Linked DNA regions of Mus musculus: region 1 is linked to region 2. A link is a contact called in public HiChIP or PLAC-seq data. All regions are on one chromosome and are shown on one strand. Each heading gives the region's core, a stretch centred on a gene start, on an enhancer-like site or on the middle of the called end of the contact. The rest is flanking DNA. Distances are from core to core; before and after follow the strand shown.

Region 1 (6,317 bases), core at 511-3,010, 80 kb after region 2:
TACCTGAAGCTCACTTTTATTTACTTTCTATAACAAACTGCTTTTCTCAAACTATGCTTCTCAAATCCTTTATAACAGAAACTTACTACTTACTGGAGAAACTAAGTTTTAAGGGTATGCACATATAGTTATTATTAAAATGGCTAGAAAGTTTTAAAGTAAGTGTAAAATTTTAGGCAGAATAGGATTTTAGGGTAGCTAATAAAACTGCAATATTTTTTCTAAGAAGACAATAGAGCCCAGGAAGGCCTAAAGTCATGAGTTGGCAGAACAGAGGCATACTGGGAACGCTAAGCCTTTGTTACCAGTTTCCTAATCACTGAGGAGAAATGGGTATTGGACATCTCATATGAGTGGTCACACAAGCTCACTTCTGCACTTACACTCCAGCTGAAACACTTTTGTAGGCAGAAAGATCTCCAGCTTAGTCTCCTGAGAAGACAGACCATTATGACACAAATACGCCTTCAGATGCGCCAGCGTTTCAGCCATTATTGGATGTAGTCGTGCTTGTCTCCACCCCTTTGCTTTTGCAGGGTTAATCACAAGGCTGTCTCCTTTGACAGAAAAGATGTTCCTCATATCTGCAAGTGAATATTGACTGCTGGGTTCTTGAAATCTTGGAACTTGAAAATAAACAAACACAAGGAAAATTAATGAAAACCAATAAGCAGAGTCATATTGAACTTTCTTAATGAAATGTATTTTACACAGTAGGAAATGGTGAAATTCCAAGTTATATTATTCTCAGAGTTTTAATATTTGTACAAATCCATATTAGTTTAACAGTTTAACAATAAAAAAATCACACAAATAATTTTTTTCTTCTTCTCTTTTTTTTTCCTTTGAGGCAAAGTTTCCTACAGCACAGGCGATCCTGAACTTTCAGTGTGGCTGAGAATGACTGAGCCCTGACCCTCCACCTCCACCTTCAGAGCTCTGGTATCTACAGGTGTGTGGCAACTTACCCAGCTCCTGCAGTGCTAGGGACTGAACCCAGTTCTATTAACTAAGGTACTTCCCCAGCCCTCAGAGAATTTATTAAATCTTTGTGACTATCAAGAAGTTAATCCCTCCAAATTTAGTAGTAAAAGAAACTGCATTTTGATTGTTTAAAAATTACTAAACTAATATACTTGGAAGAGCAGATGATTTATTAAATCACGAATTCTAACTCATTATAGCATGCCTAAACAAGACATAATTGCCCAGATTTTAGGTGATGTCATCTTAGGCATCATGGTACAAACACTATTATGTTAGCACTTTTAGCCTAAATAAGTGAAATTACAACATACAGAAGAAACGGAGTGGCACAATTACTTAACATTACTGTCTGCTTTATAAGTACCCATGCAAAATTAATACTATAAATTTTAAAATTATAAGTTTGGAATGATGCTTTTTTATATAACACTAATATTAACTAAAACAGTAAGTACCAGTATTAATATCAGCAATTACCAAAGCATGACATTGTACTATTTTTTTGTGCATCATTTCTAAGTAATCCATGGAAGAATCCTATGAAGTAGATATTATTTTAGTAGTTTTATTGACTTATGAATAGGAAGCAAAGAACTGAATATATTTAGAAAAAAATTTAATCATTGATTCATTATCACAGACAAAAAAATGAGTATCTGTGCCTGGAGGCAGGAGGATTAACAGCTCAAGATCATTTTGAGCTACATAGCTTAGGCTATACGAGTCATAGTCTTTAAAAAAAAAAAAAAGAACCATCAGTGTGATTTCACTTTTATGGTTAACATGGACTTTCACATTACTGCAACTTCCTTTTTGGGACAGGATCTTTCTACATAGCCCCAGCTGTCTGTCCAGGAACTTGCTCTGTAGATCAGGCTGGCCTGAAACTCACAGAGATATGCCTGCTTCTACCTCCCAAGTGCTGGGATTAAAGGCATGTGTCACCGCTACCACCTGCCTTGTATGTGTCTCTGTATAGATACACTTTTTAGAAAATATACATCATAATCATTATTCTCATTGTATAAAAAGAGAGTCTTGGAGGTGTTTATTAAACTCAAAATTGTTTTATTAAATTACAAATGGATTTTGCTAAAGGTTTTAAACTATTCTTCTTGGAAAGCTTAAAAAATGGAAAACTTTAACATTACTTTTCACATTAGCTGTTTCTAAAAGACTAAGAAATACAAAGTATTACATGTATACATTTTAAGTATATCGTTAGAGTGTTTTCTCTTTCATAGATAAGAACTATGAGAAAATCAACAAGACCTTGTTTATACAATGAGCCTCTAAAAGACAGCTGGACTTGGTGTGATGTTACACATTCCATGCAATGAAATGGTCACATCTGTACTCTTTTCATTCTATGGACCATAAGTAGTAAGAATTCTGTACCTGTAAGCAAGAACGAGACCCAAGAGTTTCTGCAGCCTCCCAGTTGCCACAGCATACAATATTTATTAGCTGATTCTCCAGCACTAAGCAAATTACTGTAGAAAAAGAATCAAAGTTTAATTCATTCATAGTATTGCCCACAGATGTATCATGGTTTTGAAGACCCTATAACAGTCTTTGAAGTAGACACTCAGCATTACAGAGAAAGAGACTGAGGCACAGAGCAATTAAGAGCAAGTAATGGAGCCTGATAACTTTAATGCAGAGCTTTAAATCACTTATTCTGGGGTTTACTATAACTTTTCAAATTCATATCTTGAAACCTCAATTCCAGAATACCAGACAATGACTGTGTTTGGAGAGAAGATCTTTTAATCAAGAGATAATTAGGTAAAGGAAGTCATTAGAGTTCTTTTTAGTCTTACACAATCAAAACCAACACAGCAAATACTTTACTCAGTAGCTTCTGGGACTATGAGAAAATAAGACTATTGTTTATGCCAACCAGCCTGTGGTATTTGTTATGGAACTAATCCACACAATGTGCCTTACTTACATGGCAGTGAGTGCCACTGGCATCTCTTCAGAGTCAATTTCCTAATCATTTTATTTCTGTGTCAGGACATTAAAACTTTCCATTTACTTACTTTTAATAAGCAATATTAATACTAACATAGTAATATCACATTCAAAATTCTAAAAGTTCTATTGTGAAAAAAATTTACCATATTAATGTATTACCTAGTTCCCATCTAGGCAAAGTCAGTCTTATGTTTGTTTCTTGCATCACTATCTAACAACAGTCTCTGAAAAGCCACAGATGTGTGCCTATATATTCATATCCTTTCTCTAGCTGCTTATAATACACATTATATAGTCTCATATTTTTTCATAAGAATTTCTTGGAAGTTGCCTTTAAATGGAGCTATTTCATTAAAAACTGCTTGTCTTGAACTTGGGTTCTAGATATAATCTTTACTTACATTTTACATGTAGCAGAAAACGGAAATGTCTGAAATCCCATGTGTAATGAACTCACTGCAGAATGCTGCCTTGGTAAGATTAGATGGGTTGGTGGCATTTCTAGGTCTCCTGAGATAGTTGGAAATTAAAGTTATATAATACTGAATAAGATAAGATTTACAACTCTTGCAAATAATCATTTGGTTTGGTCAATTTATTGCAACAAAATTTTTGTATTACCATTTTAAGAATTTAGTATTTTATATCATATTCCCCCTTTTCCCCAGCTCCACCTAGATCCACATCTCCATCCCAACTTTGTGTCCCCTCCCCCTTTTTGTCACCAAATTCAATTTGTGCTGCTTAGATAGCTTTTGATGTGGCAACAAAATATGTCAGTAAGAAGAGAAAACATGTCAGTAGGACCCGGGGGTGGGGCTAGGGAGACAGCTCAGTTGGTAAGGCATCAGAACCCTAGCTCAATCCCAGTGCCCATATACAAAGCTGGGCATGAGGGCATGTCCTCAAAATCCCAGACTTGCCTTTCTCCTTGGGTCCAGAGTTGCAGGGAGAGATCCTATCTCAGAAAACAAAGTGGAAGGCTCCTGAGGAACAACGCCTGAGGTTGACCTCTGGCTTCTCACATATATGGGTGCACATACACACAACACAAGAAATTTAGACTTCTTGAGATAAAAAATAGCAGTCCTAAATTTACATCTATATAAAGAATTACAATTTTATCACTTGGCATTTCAATGCAACAGTGGTGACTTTAAAAACCTACTGTGATGGCTGAGCTTTACTGAGCTTGCGATGTAAGATAAATCCTAAGAGCTTTGTGTAGAAGGAGCATGTTAATCCTGCAGGCTCATGTTGTCAGCATTTAGGAGACAGCACTATTTTATTTCCATAGTCAATGTTGGTGATGTTAGGAAAATGAAAGGGTAATTCTTTACCTCAGTGAGTCAGGATTCTAGATGTCCTTGTCAGAATTATAAATTAATAGAATGGGCCTGAAATATAGTCAGCTATAATTTAATATTATGTTTGGGTAAGGGTGTATATGCACGCACACCAGGGTGGGTGCCTTACACCCCTACTCCGCCATATATTTTTTTTTTTTAAAGATTTATTTATTTATTATATGTAAGTACACTGTAGCTGTCTTCAGACACTCCAGAAGAGGGCGTCAGATCTTGTTACAGATGGTTGTGAGCCACCATGTGGTTGCTGGGATTTGAACTCTGGACCTTCGGAAGAGCAGTCGGGTGCTCTTACCCACTGAGCCATCTCACCAGCCCTCCGCCATATATTTTGATGCCACATCTGCCACTGGGGACAGCACTTAGGTACTCATGCTTCTGTGGCAAACACCTTACTGACCAACCAACCTCCCAAGCCCCCAAATTGCATTTCAATTTTAGCATTATTTCCTCCACTCATCCTTTCAAATATGACTCTGTGTGTATATGCTCACCTTTGTTGCTGACAAGATTCCGATAGAGCAAATATAAAGGGGGGAAAGGGAAATATGACAAGGAGGATCATAAGGACCGAGTTTTGAACGCAAAAACTGATTCACAGTAGACTATAAATGCAAATGTAGCGTGCTTCTACCTCCCATTGGTAACCCTAAGAAGTCAGTGACAGGCGAAATCTCTACCTGGCTCACTGCACTCTGGTTCACAAAGGCTTGCAAATGTTAAGTTTTCTGTGGAGTTGCATTTTATATCCTCAGTATCAAATTCATGCTTGGAAGTAATGTCTGAAAGGAAATGGAAGAAACTCTATCAACAAAGTACCATTAAAGTCATGTATATTCTGAAAAAAATGTTGACATATAGGTAATACCTATTCTCCAATGCATACTCCCTTCAATTCCTCATATATCAAAATCACCAAAATATGTAAAAATGCAAAAATCAGCAAAATGATTGAAAGCTAAGATAGGATTATTTCCTTTTCCAGTTGCCTGGCATATGTGCCTATGACTTTATTATTGTTGTTATTCTGTGCACATGTTTCTGGATATGACTGTGCATGTGCCTGCACATATGTGCACGTAGAAGCTAGCGGGCAATGTTGGGGAGCTTCCTTAGTCACTTTCCACATTATTTTTCAGACACAGTCGCTCACTGAACCCCCCAGCTCACTGATTTGACTTAGGCAGATGGGTTGTGAGCCCAGACAGCCTCCTATGCCAGTCCTCTCAGCACTAGAGTCAGGCTTGCACAGGCAGGCTTGGCTTTCCGTGAGTGCTGAGGGTCAAGCTCGGGTCTCCCTGCTTGAGCTGCTGAGCTCACTACTGAGCCGGCCTCTCCCAGCCTTACTTACTGTTCATCTTTAACTTCAGCCTTTGTAGCACACGACGCTCATAAACAACTCTTATATACACATCAATTTCTTGGGTGTAACACGGATTTTTTAAAATGATTTGTTTATTTATTATATGTAAGTACACTGTAGCTGTCTTCAGACACTCCAGAAGAGGACGTCAGGTCTCATTATGGGTGGTTGTGAGCCACCATGTGGTTGCTGGGATTTGAACTCAGGACCTTTGGAGGAGCAGCCAGTGCTCTTACCGCTGAGCCATCTCGCCAGCCCAACATGGATTTTTCTAGTTTGCTTATAAAATTATTATTTATCTTAGAATCAGTATGTACATTTAGAAGGCTTCTTCCCCTATATATTTTCATTAGGTTGACAATGAGTCCTACAGTTGGTGGGTTTTTAGTCTGTCAGAAGGAGAAAGCACCCAGAGAACTGGAAGTAACTGGCCCTGAGGCCCATTCCCATTTACAGTTCTTTACTAGAACTTGGATAAAAATATGAGTCTCATCATCACAAAATTTTTGAAGACAAATCTATCTTCACTAAAATCCAGGATTAACAAAGCAGTTGGAAAGTGAATTCAAGAAAGGAGAGAGCAACAGAGAAGCCCCAAACTGTCTATGAATATGCTCTGT
Region 2 (6,413 bases), core at 2,156-4,655:
GGTTAGGCAAACATTAAAAGTATGGATTTTTGGCAGAAGACGTGCAAAATTGTGCAGGAGTGATAGCACCCTCTGGTGGACAGTTTGGGAACCAGCATGCTGTCTGTTGGGTGCATGGGAACAAGCTGCGGGGAAACAGGACCAGGAAGACTCCTCTTCAAAATCTCTGCCTAGCTCTATTTTTCTGTGGCTTTCTAGTGGCAACAAGCAAGAAGCCATAGTCCAGGGGATACAGTATATAGATGCACAATAGGGATGGGTTGTGTGGACTAGTATTGTTTTGCTTATTCCAAATATGAATGCCAGAAGAGTGGGGAAATCAGAAAGACCACTTGCTTCCTGTGGTGATTAGTTAGTTAAGTGGTGCCAAATGCTGGATATGAGGAGAATTGCAGTTAACACAGGGAGAATTTTCTCCTTCTTAGGTGGATGGATTTCAAAAACAATAGGGTAAAATACAAATTAACCTCTTTCTCCCTTCCTTCCTTCCTTCCTTCCTTCCTTCCTTCCTTCCTTCCTTCCTTCCTTTCTTTCTTTCTTTCAAAAAGATTGTACCAAGTAGCCCAGGCTAGACTCAATATCTCAATCCTCTATCTTTATATCTTGAGTGCTAGGATTACAGGGATGCACATCACTTACAACTCTTCCCTCTTCATAAAAAGTGGGCATGTGTTGAGAAGGCCAAAGAGATTATGTTCATACAAGTCTGGCTAAATTAAAAAATAGTGCTAGCTATGAAATTGATATTGTTTCCACACTACTAACCATGTCTCTCGCATCATTAGGACAGTTATTAGTCAACTTGCAGTGAGGTACACATGATAAATATCACCAGGAAGAAGTTCAAAACAGTGTTCAAGCCAGCTTCTAAAAAATACTGTTAAAAATAATAACAATAAGGGCTGGAGAGATGGCTCAGTGGTTAAGAGCACTGACTGCTCCTCCAGAGGTCCTAAGTTCACTTCCCTGCAACCACATGGTGGCTCACAACCATCTGTAAGGCGATCTGACGCCCTCTTCTGGTGGGTCTGAAGACAGCTACAGTGTACTCACATCAAAAAAAAAAAAAAAAAGACAGGCAGGATAGCTCAGGCTTTAACCTTAGCACTCAGGAGGCAGAGGTGGTAAGATTGCCACAAATTAATTTAAGGCTAGCTTGGTGTACAACTGTAACTGTAGATCAGCCAAAGTGTGTGTGTGTGTGTGTGTGTATATATATATACATATATATATATACTTTGAAACTTTTTTTTAAAAGATTTATTTATTTATTTATTATATGTAAGTACACCGTAGCTGTCTTCAGACGCACCAGAAGAGGGCATCAGATCTCATTACGGGTGGTTGTGAGCCACCATGTGGTTGCTGGGATTTGAACTTCAGACCTTCGGAAGAGCAGTCGGGTGCTCTTACCCACTGAGCCATCTCACCAGCCCCTGAAACTTTTTTATTTTACTTTTTTTTTTTTTTTTTTTTTTTTTTTTTTTTTTGAGACAGGATTTCTCTGTGTAGCCCTGGCAGTCCTGAAAGTCATTCTGTAGATCACTCTATGGTCAAACTCATAGAGATCTGCCTACCTCTGCCTCCTTGAGTGCTGAAATTAAAGGTATGGTGCGCCATCACCGTCTGGTTACACTTTGAAAAATTTTAATTCTGAGACATCCTGCAGTGGTCCGAATTAGCTGTCTTAGTCGCTGTTCTATTGCTGTGAATAGACACCATGACCAAGACAGCTCTTATAAATGAAGGCATTGAGTCTTGCTTAGAGTTTCACAGGTTTAGTTCTCTCTCTCTCTCTCTCTCTCTCTCTCTCTCTCTCTCTCCCCCCCCCGTGTGTGTGTGTGTGTGTGTGTGTGTGTATGTGTGTGTGTGTGTGTGTGTGTGTGTGTGTGTGTGTGTATGAGAGAGAGAGAGTGGGGGTGAGGGGGAGCAGATGTGGGCTTTTGAAAAACTCAAAAGCCTACCTCCAACAAGACCATCTCTCTCAAGTCTTACCAAGAATCCCCTCACTCCCTGGCTACTAAGCATTCAAGTATCGGAGCCTGTGGCAACCATTCTTATTCAAACCACCACAGTGTGAGTACTCGTCAAACCTGCAAATGTGACTATTAATAGAAACTCCCCGTCTTGAAAGAGGTATTGGTATTTTGGCTCACTTTGAATTTATTTGAAATGAAATAATTGAGGTTTATAGAGGCTAAAGTCCATGTTGATACTAGAAAAATTTAATTGTATTCTTCCTGAATATCTAACATTGTCTATCAAATCTTCACTTGGTGTACAGACCAATCCCAATGGATAGATCCCTATCTATTAGTTGTTAGCCAGTTGCCATCATAGACCTGGGAAACTATAAAGTCAGTCATGTGGGATATACTGGTCATTCATTATCAACCCGACTGGATTTAGAATCACCATGGAAACACATCTCTGAGTGTGTGTGAGGCTGTTTTCCAGAAGGGTGTAACTGAGGTAAGAACAACATGGACACATCACCATCATACATAGTGAGGCATTGGATCAAATAAAAAGGAGAAAATAAATTTGGCACCCTTTTCATTCCTTTATTCTAATTTCAGATAATGTGTAACTAGCAACTTTGTTGCCAGGCCTTCTGGACTGTGGGGGCCGTATTCCCTAGAACCCTAAACCCAAATAAATCCTTCATCTTTGATGTTGCTGCTTGCAGGTATTTGGTCACAGCAACAAATAAATTACACATTTAAAAACTGTGGTTTATCTGAAATTTAAACTTAATGGAGCACGTCCTCTCCCCACTCCACCTCCTGATTTCCCTGGAGGCATTTGCAAGATCTTAAGCTGTATTTTGATTGTCACAATTAGGGATAATGGTGTTACAGGCACTTTTGTGGACCGTATGGGGGTACTACTAAACGTTTTACATCCTCCGGGCAAATAATTGTTTGCTCTAAAATATAAATAAGCAGAGAAACAGAGAACAAAAAGGCCACGGTCTTTCAGGGCTCCTGGGAGAGAGACAGTGCAATTGTCTAAGTTCATCTTCAGTTTGGGTTAGAGGGGGGGCAATGTCCAGGCCTGGAGACAGGATGCCAGTGCCCAGAGTTCCTACGGCAGCGGATGAAGTAGCGAGGTCGAGAAGGTGGCGTGTGGCTAGTCCTGCGTGTGGACTGTGCCGCACTAGGCGGCTAGGAGCGCTTCAGACAGACAGACACCTACCCCTGCCTCAGAAAAGACCGCTGAGCTACTAAGACTACCAGGCTCCACAACACACAGAAGCCGCCCGAGGCTAAGGCGTCCTTCTCTCCTAGCAACGCGCGGGGACGGAAGTGGCTGCGGCGCCACGCCCCCTGCGCCTGCGCACAGGCGCGGCCTGCTGACGTGGACCGGGCTGCGGGGCCGAGCCCGGCGCCGAGGAGAGCAGCCGCGGCCGCTGTGCTGGCAGAGCGGCGAGCGAGGCGGGGATGGCGGCGCGGCTCGCTTTGCGCGGGGGACCCGGGGCTGCCGGCCAGCGCCCATGGCTGCTGCTGGCGCCGCTGCTGCTGGTCCCGCTGCTGGCGCGGCCCGCCGAGGCCCTGGTGGAAGGGCTGTACTGCGGCACGCGCGACTGCTACGAGGTGCTGGGCGTGAGCCGCTCGGCCAGCAAGGCGGAGATCGCGCGGGCCTACCGTCAGCTGGCCCGGCGCTACCACCCAGATCGCTACCGGCCCGAGCCCGGGGACGGCCCCGGGGGCGCGCCGCCGAGCGCCGAGGCTTTCCTGCTAGTGGCGACCGCCTACGAGACGCTCAAGGTGAGGCTCGCGGGCGCTGATGGGTGGCTGGGGATTTGGGTCTCCTAGCCGGGTGATCAGGTCCTCTACGACCCCAGCACACTGCTGCCGCCTGGACTTTTAGGAGGTCCACGTTTCCCACGTGGCCGTGGAATGAGCCACCTTGGCCCGCTAGCCAGCATGGCCACCTCCTCGAGGACAGTTTTGGAGGACAGCCAGTTCTGTTTTTGGACAGTTGTTATGCAAAGCTTTGCACTTATTTTATTTTTGGTGTAAAAAGCATTCTGGTTACTTGAGGTGCATGCTCGGAAAGCAGGGTGATTGTCAGTGCTAGGATCTGAGATAGGACATAGAACAGAAAAGTCTGAAATACTGAGTATTAACAACTGATCATGCCAATTTGATAGGACAGAAGTTTGGCCTCTGGGATAATGTCAATAATGACATTTATCTAGAAGCGCGCGCACACACACACACACACACACACACACAAACAGCGAACTATCAGTCCGAAAACTGGACTGTGACTTTTGGCTCTGACAACTCCTGAGTGACCTTGGATAGTTGTTTCTGACTTGGGGCAGAAGATTGAGAATTCCTAGTAGGAAAATAATTTTTGGACGTGTGTAGTGATCTGACAAAGGCTTTATTGCCTGCTGTGCATGTAGGAGGATTTAGCTTGACCCCCTTTTCTTTGATTACTGCAGTATATGTAAAAAAAAAAATCACCTGTTATGTCATGCTTGAGGGAGGTATTTCTGTTTCAAGAGCCCCATCGGAAGACTGCAGCGTCAGTCATAGCCGTGTTTCCATCATAGCTGTGTCTCTTTCCTAGGTTTTTGTTGTTGTTGTTGTTTTGTTTTCCAGCCTTCTTGTAATGACTACTTTGGATAGCTGTATTACCATTAATGGTGGATTAGTCCTCCAGATTAGCTTTACAGAGTTGGCAATTCGGAGTCAAATTCCCTTTCTTTCAGGCTTAGAGCAGTTTGATGTTTGGAGCTATTAAGACTGTACTTCACTGACTAAATTCTCACCAGCTAGTGAGAGTACAGTTTTTGTTGGCACTCAGTTGAGGTATGGGCGAGCAGTTAGAAAGAAATTTGAAGGCTTAGTCCCCATTATTAGAGGAATGAGTGATTGAGAGAACAGGCTTCAAAAAAACCAGAAAGAACTTGCTCCCCCTGGAACCACTCAGCACATGAACCCCAAACTGTTTGCTGAGGAACGTGTGGTTCTATGCTGCCCGACCTTCCAAGGGCCTCGAGGTGCACTGGGGGCTCTGCTGAGAGAGCCAGGACAGATAGGAGCAGAAGTGCTGGCAACTGTCGCCTTCGCCTAGGTTTTGTGGGGCAAGAGATGGGTGGGTAGGTTTGGCGGGGGAATGGTAAAGGTGTTCATAAGAACTTTGAGAACAAGTGCCAGGACTAAAGTGTAGTGCCAGCAGATGACATTCTCAATGGAAGTACTCCTAGGACTCAAAATAGTTATGCTATTTTCTTAGGGACACTGTTTCCAAAGTCTAATCTGGTTGTTTTGGTTGTTTGGTTGTTTTGGTTTGTTGCTTCTAAAGGTTTCTACTCTAAAGTTTAGAACTGATTTATCAGAAAATAAAAAAGCTAGGTAAAACAATGTGTCCACTCAAGGCCAAGGGGCTTCTAGGCAGTTATAAAGTGTGTTGTCTGGCATGGTGGTGCACGCCTTTAATCCCAGCATTTGGGAGCCAGGGGCAGGTGGATCTCTTGAGTTTGAGGCCAGCCTGTTCTACAAAGCAAGTTCCTGGATAATTGGGCTACACAGAGAAACCCTGTCTCCAAATACATACATACCACCACCAACCTTCCCCCTCTCCTCCCAAATACCTAGAGTTCCTAGAGAAAGTAACATTTTACTTGACTCTGACAAGGTGTTTGTAGTAGCTCAGAACACTCAGAACACTCAGAACACTTCCCAGCAGGGAACTAGAAACTTGTGGAGTTTGGCACTGGAGGAGAAGGCCCTGGGGAGTGTTCTAGCCCCAGCTCCCAAGCCGAACTACGTCAAGATACAGCAGAACTCTGAAAATACCTGTTTAGAATTTAGATCTGAACATAGCTTCAGCTTCTCAATGGAGTACTGATAAGCTCGTCTCTGCTCTTTATATTGCCTTCAGCTGGAAAAGGACGTTAAAAGCTGTGGTGTCAAAGACAAATAGGTTGCCTGATTTGTGTTTCTGTTGTAATGGAGAACTGAGAAAGTTGCCTAAGAATAACACTTCTGAGTAATGCAAAGACTTAATAAAGATGCCATCCAGTTTGTAGGACGGGCTGATCTTCCAGTTATTCTACGGAGGTCATGCAGATATAATCACTGTTTGTTTGTATCATATCTTTAGTGTGGAAGAAGGATTTGTGGGGGAGAAGAAATATAGATGAACTTTACTAGGAACTGGTCAGGTAGACTGGTAGGGGAAATTGAGGTCCAGGGGCTCTGGACTCTAGGATAAAAAAATGGCACCCAGAAGCCTGTCCCTAAATGTTGAGCATAAGTACATCTTCCACATGGGAACTGCATTCGTGTTTGACGTCAGTGGACTTGTGGTTCTGTGCTCATATTGAGAGCAAGGGGAGCAAGGTGGGCTTTGTTTTTGTTTTGCTTTGTTTTTTGTTTTTGTATTAAAAATAA

The links. HiChIP or PLAC-seq counts read pairs in DNA pulled down with a chosen protein or histone mark.
Region 1: a contact with region 2 is called in an H3K4me3 HiChIP or PLAC-seq map of bone marrow-derived macrophages, with 2.1 times the contacts expected there. The contact joins the enhancer-like site here to the promoter of Dnajc25 in region 2. A contact is called at or near these places in 2 of 39 promoter capture datasets (HPC-7-derived erythroid cells and pre-B cells), 5 of 484 Hi-C or Micro-C datasets (cerebral cortex, erythroblasts, nephron progenitors and 2 more), 5 of 115 datasets of contacts at active chromatin or transcription factors (bone marrow-derived dendritic cells, bone marrow-derived macrophages, embryonic stem cells and 2 more) and 2 of 9 other capture datasets (adipose tissue and liver).

What each region holds. Positions count from the first base shown.
Region 1 is chr4:59,081,866-59,088,182 of GRCm38.p6, forward strand. It overlaps Shoc1 (shortage in chiasmata 1), which reads right to left. Exons shown (of 28, transcript NM_001370843.1): 9 at 5,015-5,116; 10 at 3,369-3,477; 11 at 2,386-2,480; 12 at 384-626. Among named protein-coding and RNA genes, the nearest start is that of Gm35527, 33 kb to the right of the region's middle. Within about 2 kb of position 1,761, at least 11 of the 459 cell types and tissues checked have an H3K27ac peak or open chromatin away from gene starts, as enhancers often do. A contact at or near this core is called in bone marrow-derived macrophages, where this site is marked.
Region 2 is chr4:58,999,788-59,006,200 of GRCm38.p6, forward strand. It overlaps Dnajc25 (DnaJ heat shock protein family (Hsp40) member C25), which reads left to right and starts at 3,406. Exons shown (of 4, transcript NM_001033165.3): 1 at 3,406-3,770. The coding sequence starts at 3,444.